Regions from separate parts of the Mus musculus genome. Here regions 2, 3 and 4 are each linked to region 1. Evidence: chromatin contacts called from public HiCAR-type and promoter capture Hi-C data. All regions are on one chromosome and are shown on one strand. Each heading gives the region's core, a stretch centred on a gene start, on an enhancer-like site or on the middle of the called end of the contact. The rest is flanking DNA. Distances are from core to core; before and after follow the strand shown. Region 1 holds the start of Glce (glucuronyl C5-epimerase). Region 2 holds the start of Dennd4a (DENN/MADD domain containing 4A). Region 3 holds the start of Rab11a (RAB11A, member RAS oncogene family). Region 4 holds the start of Zwilch (zwilch kinetochore protein).

The links. Promoter capture Hi-C pulls out the DNA fragments that hold promoters and counts their contacts. HiCAR-type assays count read pairs that join an accessible place to other places.
Region 2: a contact with region 1 is called in a promoter capture Hi-C map of erythroid cells, with 13 times the contacts expected there. The contact joins the promoter of Dennd4a here to the promoter of Glce in region 1. A contact is called at or near these places in 2 of 39 promoter capture datasets (erythroid cells and pre-B cells).
Region 3: a contact with region 1 is called in a HiCAR-type map of astrocytes, with 2.7 times the contacts expected there. The contact joins the promoter of Rab11a here to the promoter of Glce in region 1. A contact is called at or near these places in 1 of 39 promoter capture datasets (pre-B cells) and 1 of 115 datasets of contacts at active chromatin or transcription factors (astrocytes).
Region 4: a promoter capture Hi-C map of erythroid cells shows a contact between it and region 1, with 20 times the contacts expected there. The contact joins the promoter of Zwilch here to the promoter of Glce in region 1. A contact is called at or near these places in 2 of 39 promoter capture datasets (erythroid cells and pre-B cells) and 1 of 9 other capture datasets (liver).

The regions. Positions count from the first base shown.
Region 1 is chr9:62,121,079-62,124,057 of GRCm38.p6, forward strand. Glce (glucuronyl C5-epimerase) reads right to left here and starts at 1,531. Exons shown (of 5, transcript NM_033320.5): 1 at 1,407-1,531. Mir5133 (microRNA 5133) reads right to left here and starts at 1,516; the gene lies at 1,440-1,516.
Region 2 is chr9:64,809,585-64,812,563 of GRCm38.p6, forward strand. Dennd4a (DENN/MADD domain containing 4A) reads left to right here and starts at 1,427. Exons shown (of 35, transcript NM_001162917.1): 1 at 1,427-1,436; 2 at 1,756-2,002. Gm36459 (a long non-coding RNA gene) reads right to left here and starts at 1,831. Exons shown (of 3, transcript XR_379559.2): 1 at 1,743-1,831; 2 at 1,362-1,518.
Region 3 is chr9:64,736,302-64,739,280 of GRCm38.p6, forward strand. It overlaps Rab11a (RAB11A, member RAS oncogene family), which reads right to left and starts at 1,455. Exons shown (of 5, transcript NM_017382.5): 1 at 1,283-1,455. The coding sequence starts at 1,322. It overlaps n-TQctg9 (a tRNA gene), which reads left to right and starts at 1,745; the gene lies at 1,745-1,816.
Region 4 is chr9:64,171,470-64,174,448 of GRCm38.p6, forward strand. It overlaps Zwilch (zwilch kinetochore protein), which reads right to left and starts at 1,462. Exons shown (of 19, transcript NM_026507.4): 1 at 1,349-1,462. The coding sequence starts at 1,422. Rpl4 (ribosomal protein L4) reads left to right here and starts at 1,918. Exons shown (of 10, transcript NM_024212.4): 1 at 1,918-1,964. The coding sequence starts at 1,962.

The DNA.
Region 1 (2,979 bases), core at 281-2,780:
CTTAGACTAAAGTGACATTAGACTGCCTAACCAGGAGAATTCTCAGGCAAATGTACAGACATTCTGACACACGTTTTTAAACCACTCACAGGCAGATACCTATAAGTCATTTTAAGTTCCACCTAAGTCTGGCAGAGTCTTCAAGAACTCTGTAAGATTCAAACCACGGTAAAAACTGATGTACCAGAATTCTCTAAAGAAGCTCAATAGGGCATCATTAACAGGTTGCCAATGACGCTTTTGTAGAAATCTGGACTTGAGACATACATACATAATATGCTACACTTTTGTTTTTAATTACCCCTCTTCCACAAAACCTTTAGAAAGGATGCTTCTTGGCACTACCTAACACCCAGGCAAATTCAGGACAGATTTAACCATGCAAGACCATCAAACACTACCTAAAACAGAAAGCCCAAATCGCACAGCCGCCCTACCCTCAGATCTAAACCCTCACTCAACAGTCAGGTATTCCAGACAACATGCTCAAGTCTGGTATCGCTCCTCTCCTCTCCTCCGGAGATCAGAGCTCCGGCGACACCAGCGCGTCCCCAAAGGTATCCTGGGGCAAAGAAAAGAAAACTGCAGAACAAGCCCACTGTGTCTCCAACTAGGCAACTGCCCCGATCAAGCGTCCAACGAAGAAGCACTGAGTTAAATCTCATCGAGAAAGAGAGAGAGACCAGATCGAGACCGTCAGATACCGAAAGCCACAAGCAGTGCCATGGGGTGGCTCCTGAAACCGGGTCTGGCACCCCTGGAGACCCAGAGACCGCTGAGCCGCGCCCACACGGCAAAATCACCCTCCTTGTCGCCCCGAAAAAGAATGGGGACCATCACGCACAGTTACCGCCCCCCTCTGGGCGAAGCAGAAACCCCAATACAAATGTTGGTCTCCCCATGCACGCTTCCCGCCCCCACCCACACCCACCCAGTCCGTTCCTTCCCGGGAGGGACACGGGCATCGTCTTATCACCCCATGGCGACCTTAAACAAACCCAAGTCTCTGGAACCCTGACATCCTCCTGCTTTACCCCAGGAATGCCAAGCGGACCCCTCTCCGCTCATAGGTCTCCCCGTGCCCTCCGGACAAGGCTAAACTGTATCCCAAGCCCCTCAACTGCACGGGATCGCCAGAAATGGTCTCCAAGTCCCAGAACCGCGCTATGCCAGCACCCGGGCTCTCAGGCAGGACACAGGACGCGCTCCCGCGACCCTAGAGACCCGGGACCGCCTGGGCAGCCACCCACCCCCACTCCAAAGCCAAAGAAGCCCCGAGACCCCAGCCCCCGCCGCGTCACCCAAGATCCCCGCACTCGGAACGCCGCGCATCCCCGGGAGCCGCCCCCGTCGCGAGCCCACTTGCCACGGCCGCCCCTCAGCCACGACACGACGAGCTCCCTCACCTGAGGCGCGTCGGCGGACGAGCGGCCCCCAGAGCCCTGAGGAAAACTGAAGCGAGCGGCAGAGACACGGCGGCCCAGGCCTGCGCTGCCGCAGCTCCAGCCTCTCGGCGAGGAAGCGCTCGTGTGAGGAGAGCCCGCCCGCTCGGCGCGCTACTGGGGAGCCGAGCCGCCGCCGTGCCCGCGGCTCTTCCCGCGAGATCCCAGCCACGGTAAGGGGCGAGGCCATGCCGGGGAGGAGAGGGCGGGACGGAGGCTCTTCGAATGGCAGCTCCGTCAGCCTGTTAGATTCGGTGTAGAAGGCGGGGTCACCAAGAGGAGGGGCCATATTAAGGGGAGGAGCTATGATGAGGGGGCGGAGAGTCCTCGAATGACAGTTCCAAAAAACCAATCAACGGTGGCAGCGCAGAAGGCGGGACTCGCATTCTCCTGTGACCAATTGCAAAAGAGTAGAGCTAATTCTCCCCGCCTATCATCAATAAATTGCGGGCGAAGGTGTTGCTGACCCGATGTCAGTTTGCTACCTGGGCAGTTGCAGAGGTACTTTAGATGACGTGGTTTGGGCAAAGTTTGGTCCTCTTCGGCCGCCGTAGAGACACTTAGCGGAGAAGCTGAACTAAATAGTGCTTAAACCGAAGAGCTGTCCGTGCGTTTTCACTGCTCTCTGAAGTGAACAGGGAGGTCCCATCTGCCAGCCTGAAGACTTACAGCCTCACTTTACTCACTTCGGTCTCCTCCTTTAGTGTAGCTTTCTCCCATTTCGGACTCTCTTCCGTTTTTATTTCAAACGGCGATGATATCGTCACGGGTGCTTTAAGCTCCAACCCAGTTTATCTGGTCCAACAAAGGACCTTTCTAATTCATTTGTGCGTTCTACTTAAAGTCTTCCACAAAGATGAAGAACGAAATCTCAAACGAGTGCTAACCTAACAAACCCGAGAACTTGTATCTTTACAGACCATAGGGCCCAGTAATGTTTAGCACAGGTAGGGTATAGAGCATTCAATAAATCTAAAAGGAAGGAATGGAAACTGTGGTGCTTATCTGTACTGGCTTCAGAAACTGGGCTTTCCTAGCCTTTCCCATTCCCCCCTCACATTTAAGTCCCTTCACTCATTATTATGCCTGCCCTGTAGCTTTCCTTCATCTTCCCCTAGTCTCCCTTGCCCAACACAAAAAGTAGCCTTACTCTTTCTCAAGGTTAACTCCTGCCCTTGTGCACTGGACCTCAGCCAGGCCCAGACTCAGTCAGCTCCCCCACCCCCACCCCCACCCCCATTATCAATTTTTTAGCCCCTTTATCCCCAGAACACACTCATTATCCCCTGTTATTTGAACAGAACACAACTACCCTGCCGGTTCTATCCACTCGAGCTGCCCTGTCCTGAGAATCCCACGTCTTGAGAAAATTAAAGTGTATTGTGGTCCCCACCTTCTCATCCCTTATTTCCCTGCTACAATACTGCGTTTGCCCACACAATCTGCTGCTCTCCCAACAGTTTCAAAAGACCTCTCTCCTACTAGACAAATGGTCTCTTTGGTGGGACTTTTTCCCCAATGGCTTCTCGGAGGTTCA
Region 2 (2,979 bases), core at 177-2,676, 2.7 Mb after region 1:
GAGGCAGAGGCAGGCGGGTTTCTGAGTTTGAGGCCAGTCTGGTCTACAGAGTGAGTTCCAGGACAGCCAGGACTGAACAGAGAAACCCTGTCCCGGAAAAGCAAAACAAAAAAAAAAAAAGGGGGGGGGGAGGGTGTGGGGATCAACAATGGTATTATTTAATAATTTTCAGTGAAATTAGTGTATTTTTATCTACACAATATAATGTGATGCCCACACATTTTTTAAACAATTTGAACTATATTTGGTGAACTCAGTGTTGAAGAGACTCAAACTTAGATTTAAAAAAAAAAAAACAAACCCTCTCAATCAGGTTCTCTGGTCCATATGTTGTCTAGAATATAAATATAGATGCCATTCTTCAAGTACCACTCACTGTTCCCAGCTGCTTTGTTCCCTACTTGCCATTCAGTGGCTTCGGCCTGCAGTTAGAATTAAGGATAGTCTTGTATTTCTAGGCCCTATACAACGGAGCTCTCAACTCCCTCTCTAATCTAATGGAAGGCTTCTCCAGGCAAAATACATTTCTCATCAACACAGATTCCTCGCAGTTCTAAAAGCCAAGCTCCTCCCTATTGCAGGTTCTCTGCATGATCTTTTTGCTTTACTCAATTCTCTGGGGCCTTTCTTCCATTACTGGCTTCTTCCTGCACTTCAGAGAGGCACAGCCTTGATCACTCTGGTTTCAAAAACCACCCTGTTATCTGCTACCTAGAATTCTTCCTAGAACTTTTATGTTTCTTCTCCAAGCATTAAATATATTTGGTTGTTGTTGTTGTTGTTGTTGTTGTTGAGCTTCTCCCACTAGACCTCAACTCCCTCAAAGCAGACCTTTTCTGGTTCCCTGACTGTTGTGTGTCAGCCCTGCTGGGTTTTCCAACAATATTGTCTGGATGAATGAGTCCAAGAGAAGGAGTGGAGGTATAAAATAAAACTGTAATCTCGGTTGGCAATAAAGATGAAGCCTGTTTTGCATAGATTAACTTCAACCTAGAGGAATTTTTTTTTAAAAGGTCCTATTTCTTCCTTCATTTGTTCATAGAATTCCAGCTAACATTATTCAATACTTTTTAGGCATACACTTTACATTTCTGAGTAACTCTGTAGAGGTAATCAACCTTTATTATCCACATTTTTCAAAGGCATCTTGCCAATAGCCATTAACAGTAGACCTGCAGTCTAGTTTAAGTAGGCCATATCCAATTAATCAATGTAATGGACACCCTTTCAATCAACAATAGCTGTTTTATCAACGCGCTTTTCAGAGAACCCCTCTGAATTCCCCCTTTTCCCTGACCTCTGTCTCGGGACTGAAAGCTACTGGTGGTTGCTAACCGCTTAGGGGGTTTTCTGCAGAATACCAGTGACTTTGGTGGGCGGATCTCAGCTCAGACCACTGCACCAAGCAGCAGTGCCGGGAAGGAAGAAGCAGGTCTGTTGGCCATAGCTGGATGCTTGTGAAAGAGGAAGGTACAGTGCGCCTTGTTCTTACTCGCCAGGGGCTCGGAATCTCCCAACCTGAAGGGGAACCACGACGCGTTTCCCCAGCTACACTCGCCGTCACCAGCCAGCCCGGCCCCACCCCGCCCACAGCCCCACCCAGCGGCCCGCCCACTTGCGGGACCCTTGTTAGTCCCCTCCCCCCACGACCCACCCCCTAGCTCGGCCCATTCCTGCCCCTCGGGTCAGATTCGGCCTGTGATTGGTTTTTGTTGCCATAGTCCCCGCCCCCATGTCTTTACCGTCACTCCCAAGATGGCGCCGGCCGCGGCGGGTTCGGCGGCTGGTGCTGAGGAAGGAGGCGGAGGCTTTGGCGACCGCGCGGGGAGGGGGAGTCCCGTCTGACTGAGACGGCTGGGCGGAGCGCCGGGCCGGGAGATGAGCTAAGCTGGCTGCAAGCGCCGCGACATTCAGCCCCCTCGTGTCCCGCCCGCCGCGCATGAGGGGATCAGACTCTGCATCTCAGGCTCTTCCCGGTGCTCGCGCGGGGGCCGGCGGGGAGGTGAGTGGCGGGGGCGGCGGCGTGGGCATCGGTGGCATAGGGAGCTGTCACGGCCCTGAGGAGGTGACTGGCAGGGGGACGCCGAGCCGGGTGATAGGACTTGGAGGGCCGCTAGGCGCGGGCAGCTGCTAGGAGGGGCTCTGGCCGTCCCGGAGGATGGCGAGATGCTGTCGATGGCGTTCGCGCGCCTCCGTGTGGGAACGAGCGCGGGACACCGGGGGGGTCCCTCCGGACTGGCCATTTGGTGCTGGCCTGGGGCTGTTGTTGTTGGGGTGATGGGGCGGGGGCGGACGGTGGGGAGGTCCTGAAGCTGGGATTTTGACAAGCTCGTTACGTAAGGTTGCTTCCCGGAATCCCACCTGCTCTGGGTTTCAAACCCGCGGCGGGGGCTGCTTTCCCGCGGCTGTTCAGTCCAGATGCCGGGGCCCGGCTGGGGCTCAGGTTCCACGTGAGCCCGGCCAGCGTCCAAGTTGACCAGTGTGTGTGTGTGTGTGTGTGTGTGTGTGTGTGTGTGTGTGTGTGTGTGTGTCTGTGCACACGCGCGCGCAATTCTTGGTCATCACCACTCCTTTTGAAGTTTATCTCTTTCTAGAGGGGAAAGACGAAGGAGGGGGCAGGGGGAGAAGGGGCAAAAAAGCTTGTGACCTAGAATTGGGTCGCAGCGACATCTCTTTTATGGTGCTTTTAAATGACAGGACGTAAAGGGAAACTTGGATGTTGCTGCTCCAGTGTGCTTTTCCTTCAGACGAATGGTTGGCCTCAGAGCGGTAGAGACGGTTTTTATTTGTCTTATAGGACAGTTATTTCTTGTTTGCAAAACAGGACAGGCATCAGTCAACAGGCTTGTATTTATCTGAGGGGAAAGTGGGTGTCAGCCAGCCAGAGAGACATGGGAGGGCAGGAATTGTGTCACTCTGTGAGTATATTGTTCTTTTAAGTGTGTTAGATATGAATGAAAAGGGTAGCCCAAAAGTAAA
Region 3 (2,979 bases), core at 205-2,704, 2.6 Mb after region 1:
TTGAAACTCCACCCTCCCCAGAAAAGCTTTAAAAGCAAGGGCTTCTTCCTCACTGGCAATGATCTTTGTTCAACAAATTACTGATGGCTGCCCTTCTAATTCAGGAGCAGAGCAAGGCTACGAAAGTGAGAGCGCATTCATGAACAAAAAAAGCGTTCACTGTACTCTCTCGTCACTGAGAACTGTATCCTTTCACTTCAGCTTCTTCGCGGACTCAACCCATAAGCAAGTCTCTATTTACATTCTTCCCTGTTCTGTCCACCGGCTCCACATTTCCCCCCATCCTGTAATAAATTCTTGATTTCACTAAAAGGGCACGCTAGCACTATAACCCTCTCTCACTGTTTGGGAAAGGTATGTGACCAACCAGGGTTCTTCCCTTCCTGTCGGATCCTCCCAGTATTGCAGCAGGAAGCAACCAGTCCACAGTGATAAGCTCGCTAGTATTTGTGCAGCGCACAACCTTTCCTGTTCGGGAACTGGGCCTTCAGGTCTGGCAGGGATAACAGCCACCACCCATCCGCAGCCCCTTCTCGAAAGCCAAGTAAAAGGAGTTATCCCGGTCTGGTTGTAGCTAGGCAGGGACAGAGATGAAAAGGGGGGGAAAAAAAAAAAAAAAGAAAAACGCGAGGTGGGAAGTCATCTGCTTGCCTGGACACTGCGACAAGTGCATGAACGCCAGGAGTGATGGACAGCCCCTCTTGCCCTCCCCTTCTCTCCCTCCCACCAGCCAGGTCGCTCCGGAGTGCTAAACATTAGTTGCCCGTCTGTGGGGAGGGAGGGGACAGTCCGCGGGTACTGACCTCGAGGTCTGCGGGGATGGGGGTGGGGGCCCGGGGACGGGCGAATCTGGCCGAAGCCCAGGAAAAGGCTCACGAGGAGGGAAGGGAAGAAAAGGGAAACGAACAGAAAAGAGAAAAAGCAACACCCCCGCCCCCCGAGCCAGTGGGTGTCCCGATATGGGTGCTCAGCCCAGGCAGGGGCCTGTCAGAGGGGGGACGTGAGACGAGCAGCAGCATCCAAGAGGAGGGGCTCGAGACGCCCAGGGAAGGAACTGCACGGCCGTGAGGGACGCAGCCATCGGGGAGGACATACAGAGAGGGGCGCCGCGGCTCGTCAGGCCTCCCAAGGGCGCGGGAACCCGGACGAGCGGCGGGACCCCCGACGGGGCGGCAGGAAGGAAGCGCCGAGGCGGACTCCGACCAGGGCAGGGCTGGCCCTGCGCGGGTCCCCCGGGAGTGTCTCGGGCCCCAAATGGGCTCTCGCTGGCCCACGGCCTCACCTTTAAAGAGGTAGTCGTACTCGTCGTCGCGGGTGCCCATGGCGCGGCCGAGGAGCTGAGGGGCGGGAGCGGCGGTGGCAACGGCGGCGGGACCAGGGGGCGTCGCTGCAGGGGTAACCCGAGCGAGCGAGGAGCTTCAGCTGCCGGACCCGGTGACGAGCCCCGCCCTGTATGCGTCACTTCCGGAAGGCCCCAGCCCCTCGCAGAAAGTACTTCCGGAGAGATGGCACCCCGCCCATAAGCTAGGCAGGGTGGAATGCGCAGGAGTGGACACCACATTCTCACCCGGCTTTGGGAAGGCATACAGGAAAAACAATCCTAAAATGGTCCTTGGAGCCTTTGGCTTGTTCTTCTCCCCAATCATTCAGAGAAGCGAAGTGTAAATCTTTTAGTATCTGGCTTCCGGTTGGGGGCGGAGTTTTGTCAGCATTAGAGACCCGAAGGCACTGCTGCCTCCGTGCTGGTTCCATGGTGTAATGGTTAGCACTCTGGACTCTGAATCCAGCGATCCGAGTTCAAATCTCGGTGGAACCTGCTCCCTTTTCTTCATACTTTTAACTCATATTGATTGTATTCTTTAGCTCATATTGAATAATAGAATAACCTTGTTATATCTGCTCTTGGATTGAACCACAGGTAGCCTTTACCTATGAAGACTACACTAATCAATCTTGTCAATTCAGTAGTATCTGATCTTCATGGAGACCTATTGAACTCTTTGGTTTTTCTTAGCCTTGGAGAAAGTTTGTTACTTGATTCCTTTTGCTGGAATTTTATACCCTCAGCTTCAGTTAAGGATAGGCACTCCTCACCCACTCAATCTCTCCACAAATCTATTGCACTATCTCCAGATGTCATTAAGAGAACTTCGCCCACCCTTTCTCATAAAGATTCAAGATCTTGAGTCCTATTTTCTGGCCTTCGAGCTAAGCCCGATTAAATAAATTTTAACACAAGAAGAATGGCAATTCCCATGTTAGCAAATATCAGTGTTAAGACTCAAGAAATTTGCCACAGCATCTCCTAATAATTTTGTTCTTGTTGTTTGAGGTGGTTTCACTCCCCCTCTGTACCCCAGAATATAGCTCAGGCTGGCCCTGCTGTCCTCCTCTGCCCCTTCCCACCTCCACCTCCGTCCACACAGAGGCATAGTCATCTAATAATTCCTGGGAAACAGATGTTTGTCATTCAGCCTACAGATGGAATTCAAATTGCTAATCAACTGACCTTAAGCAGAGATGTTATTTTTTTATTATCTGAATAAGCTCAGGGTTGTCCTTAAGGTCTTTCCAAAGTTGGAAGGAGGATTGTCAGCAGGGACGAGATGTTCTTCCAGACAGCCACCAGCAAGTCTGAGGAGTTCCCTTATCTATTAGGGACCTGGATTCGGAGAAAAACTGATTCTTGACTTTGCTGCAGCAAAACATTTCAGGATGAACCAATATGTGAGACAATCAGACTTTATTAGAAGAGATTTTTAATATAGATTCTAAGCTATATACTTAAGAGGAAGTGAGGGTCTCAGAAAGAAAGGTGTGGCCAAGAACATGTCTGGGAGTGCCTCAGAGAGGACTAGAGTTTCTGAGGAATCCAAGATCACAGGGCGGCTCCTACTTGGTGAGTAGAAACTTAACTGATGGGGTAACATCCAAGGTCACAAAGAAAGGTTGCAGGGGAACCTGGGGTGTTTTTCCTGT
Region 4 (2,979 bases), core at 212-2,711, 2.1 Mb after region 1:
TGTAAGGACAGCACATTGGACACCGGGCCACGATGTTTACAAGTCCAAACTCAGAGATCTTGGGTTTAAAACAATAAAGTACTTAACACCATGGCAAAATACCACAACAGTTAAAAACAACTCAAGTTCCTGAGCTCAAAGACATTAGCTTCTTTAAAAACATCAGTTTTGTTGGGCGTGGTGGCTCATGCTTTTATTCGTAGCACTAGGGAGGCAGAGGCAGGTGAATTTCTGAGTTCAAGGCCAGCCTGGTCTACAGAGTGAGTTCCAGGACAACCAGTGCTACACAGAGAAACCCTGTCTCAAAAAAAAAAAAAACAAAAAAAAACAAACACAACACAACAACAAAAACCCAACCACTAAAACCCACTAGTTTTAGCTGGGCAGTGGTGGCTCCCGCCTTTGACCCCCAGCACTCTGAGGGCTGAGGCGGCCGGATCTCTGAGTTCCAGGCCAGCCTACTCTACAGATTGAGTTCCAAGACAGACAGGGTTACACAGAGACACTATTTTTTTTTTTTTTTTTTTTTTTTTTGATTTTTCGAGACAGGGTTTCTCTGTATAGCTCTGGCTGTCCTGGAACTCACTCTCTAGACCAGGCTGGCCTCGAACTTCGCCTGCCTCTGCCTCCCGAGTGCTGGGATTAAAGGCGTGCGCCACCACGCCGGGCTCTGAAACTATCTTAAAAAACAAAAGCACATTAGTTCTTTTCCTGTAGTAGTGAAAAATTATTACTGCTTTTGTAAACAGGAGGGGCAATAATGGCAGTTAAAAATGATAGCATTTAGAGACTAATGGGCTATACCCAACTAGCAACACCTTGCACCTAGAATTAAAGTTTTTTGTCTTCACATCAGGCCTACGAAATCAAAAATCTCAGAGGCTGAGCCAGTCAATGTATATTTTGGCAACCCTGTGGGTGATTCTGATGTGAGTCGCTGACTTAGATTTTCACACAGGATGTAGAAGTTGACAGAATTTCACTGAGGGAACACAGTGAATTTGTGGCACGGCTCACGCCTCTCATCTCGGCATCAGGAGGCTGCCGAGGAGGGTCGATGCGGATTCTGTCCGTTTCTGAGCTTGAGGCCCGATGACATCTAGCTCTCTGTGTCCCAGGAGCCTCTACTTAGAAGCGTGTACATCAGTCCAATCCGTACACTGCTTTGCCATCTTGCCTCCCTTGGGTAAGCTCGGGTGTTTTCTCCGGAGGCCGGCAGTAGCCTAGGCCTCCGCAGAGCCCTGGCTGCCTCTCACATCCCAGGTCCAGGAAAGCCGGCAGCCAGCTGTGGCAAACACCACCGGCAGGGGAGGGACAAGTACCATCCCATTCCCCAACCACAACTCACTGCCGGAGACGAGCATAAAACTCCTCCGCCGCGCGGTTCATTCGCGACCACATACCGCCGTGGCCTCCGTCCATTGCTAAGAAGTTAAACTGAACTGCGCGCCCAGACAATGACGTCAGAGGCCATGACCCCGCCCCGCCGGAACTACTTCACGCTTTAAGTTCGGTTTGTACTCAACGCTAACACATTGCTTTAATTTAGTAGAGCATCCCCTCAATTTACTATTCCAAAAGTCTCCCATTTCTGTTAGGGGGGAAAAAATGGACTAAAAGAGATGTTATGATGAGGGTGGGCGGGATGAGGAGAAAGATAATTCTCGCGAGAGTTGTGACGAGTTACGAATTATTCCGCGAAAAAGAGTCCCTCCTTTCTAATCACTCTTTTTAACTTTAAAAAAAATGAATACATAATTTTAACACACGTCACGCAATAATATTACCTTTTGAAATTTTTACATGTAGCAGAAAGATAGATCGTGTCTCTAATTTGATTTTGATAAGGGGCAGGATGCGGAAGACGAGTGGAAGGATATATAGAGTACAAGTGACAAGTCTTTCCTTTTCCTGTGGGAGCAGCCGGGTAGAGAGGAGCGTGGCCTTCTCCTCTCCCCGTCATGGTGAGTGGAGGTCTTCTACACTGGGCTTCCCCCTGGTCTGGGGGGCGGCTATAGAGGAGGGCGAAGGTTCAGAACATGGAATCTGCAGAGAGGAGACGAGGGAAAGGAAACCTAGCACCTTTTCTGGCCGGAGCTGAGTTGTGGGCGCTGAGGCAGCCATCTTAGAGGCAACGTGGGCAACAGCGCCAGGTGGATGGTAGAGGAACCTTTGGGATCTTAGCTTTTCTTAGTTCTAAGCTTTGCTTAGTTCTAAGCAGGGTTGCTGGAAGCCGAGCGTTTTGATGCCAGAGACTTGTCAGGGGTTCGAGATCGTCCGATGACAACTCCGCACAGGCCGTGGCGGGTCATGTGCTTTCAGTCCGGAGAAATTGTCTTCAAAGAAAAGGGCTGAAGGATATCTGAATTTATGCTTTCCAGGAAGATTGCCTTCACCTCTTTAAGACAATTTCTGGAAATGCATGTCTTCGTTACTTTATATGATGTAATCTAGACCTTTGAATCTTAAGCGAGTTTTCAGTAGTAATTAGTATATTGTTTTACCACGAATGTTTATCTGTAGATGGATTAAGGTTGTTCTGACCACAGTAATTTGGAGACTGTTAGATTCATCGTTAAACCGACTAGATAGGTTGTCCTATTGTGAGACGACTTAAAGGGGGGTATAGTAGAAGAGATGGTATAGTATCTGGAAGGGCACATGGGAAATAGGTCAGACCTAAGTGCTGGTGGAATCCTCAGTTAAGAGTCTTTCAGAGTATCAAAACGTTTCTGAATTTGAAGGGGTCTGGAACATTGGATAAATGAGCAGGCCAGCTTTGCTGAAGTTGGTGAGGGTAGAATTAATTTAACATGTCCTCATTAAACAGTATCTATGAACAGTTTTTATAATGTTGCTTCCAAGTTTGTTTCTCATTAAAATTGATAGATTTTCAGGTTGTCCTTTTGCTGTAAAACTATTGAAATGATAAACCCAGTGGTGGTTTACTGTGTTGCTTGAATTTGGGGTCTCCTGCAA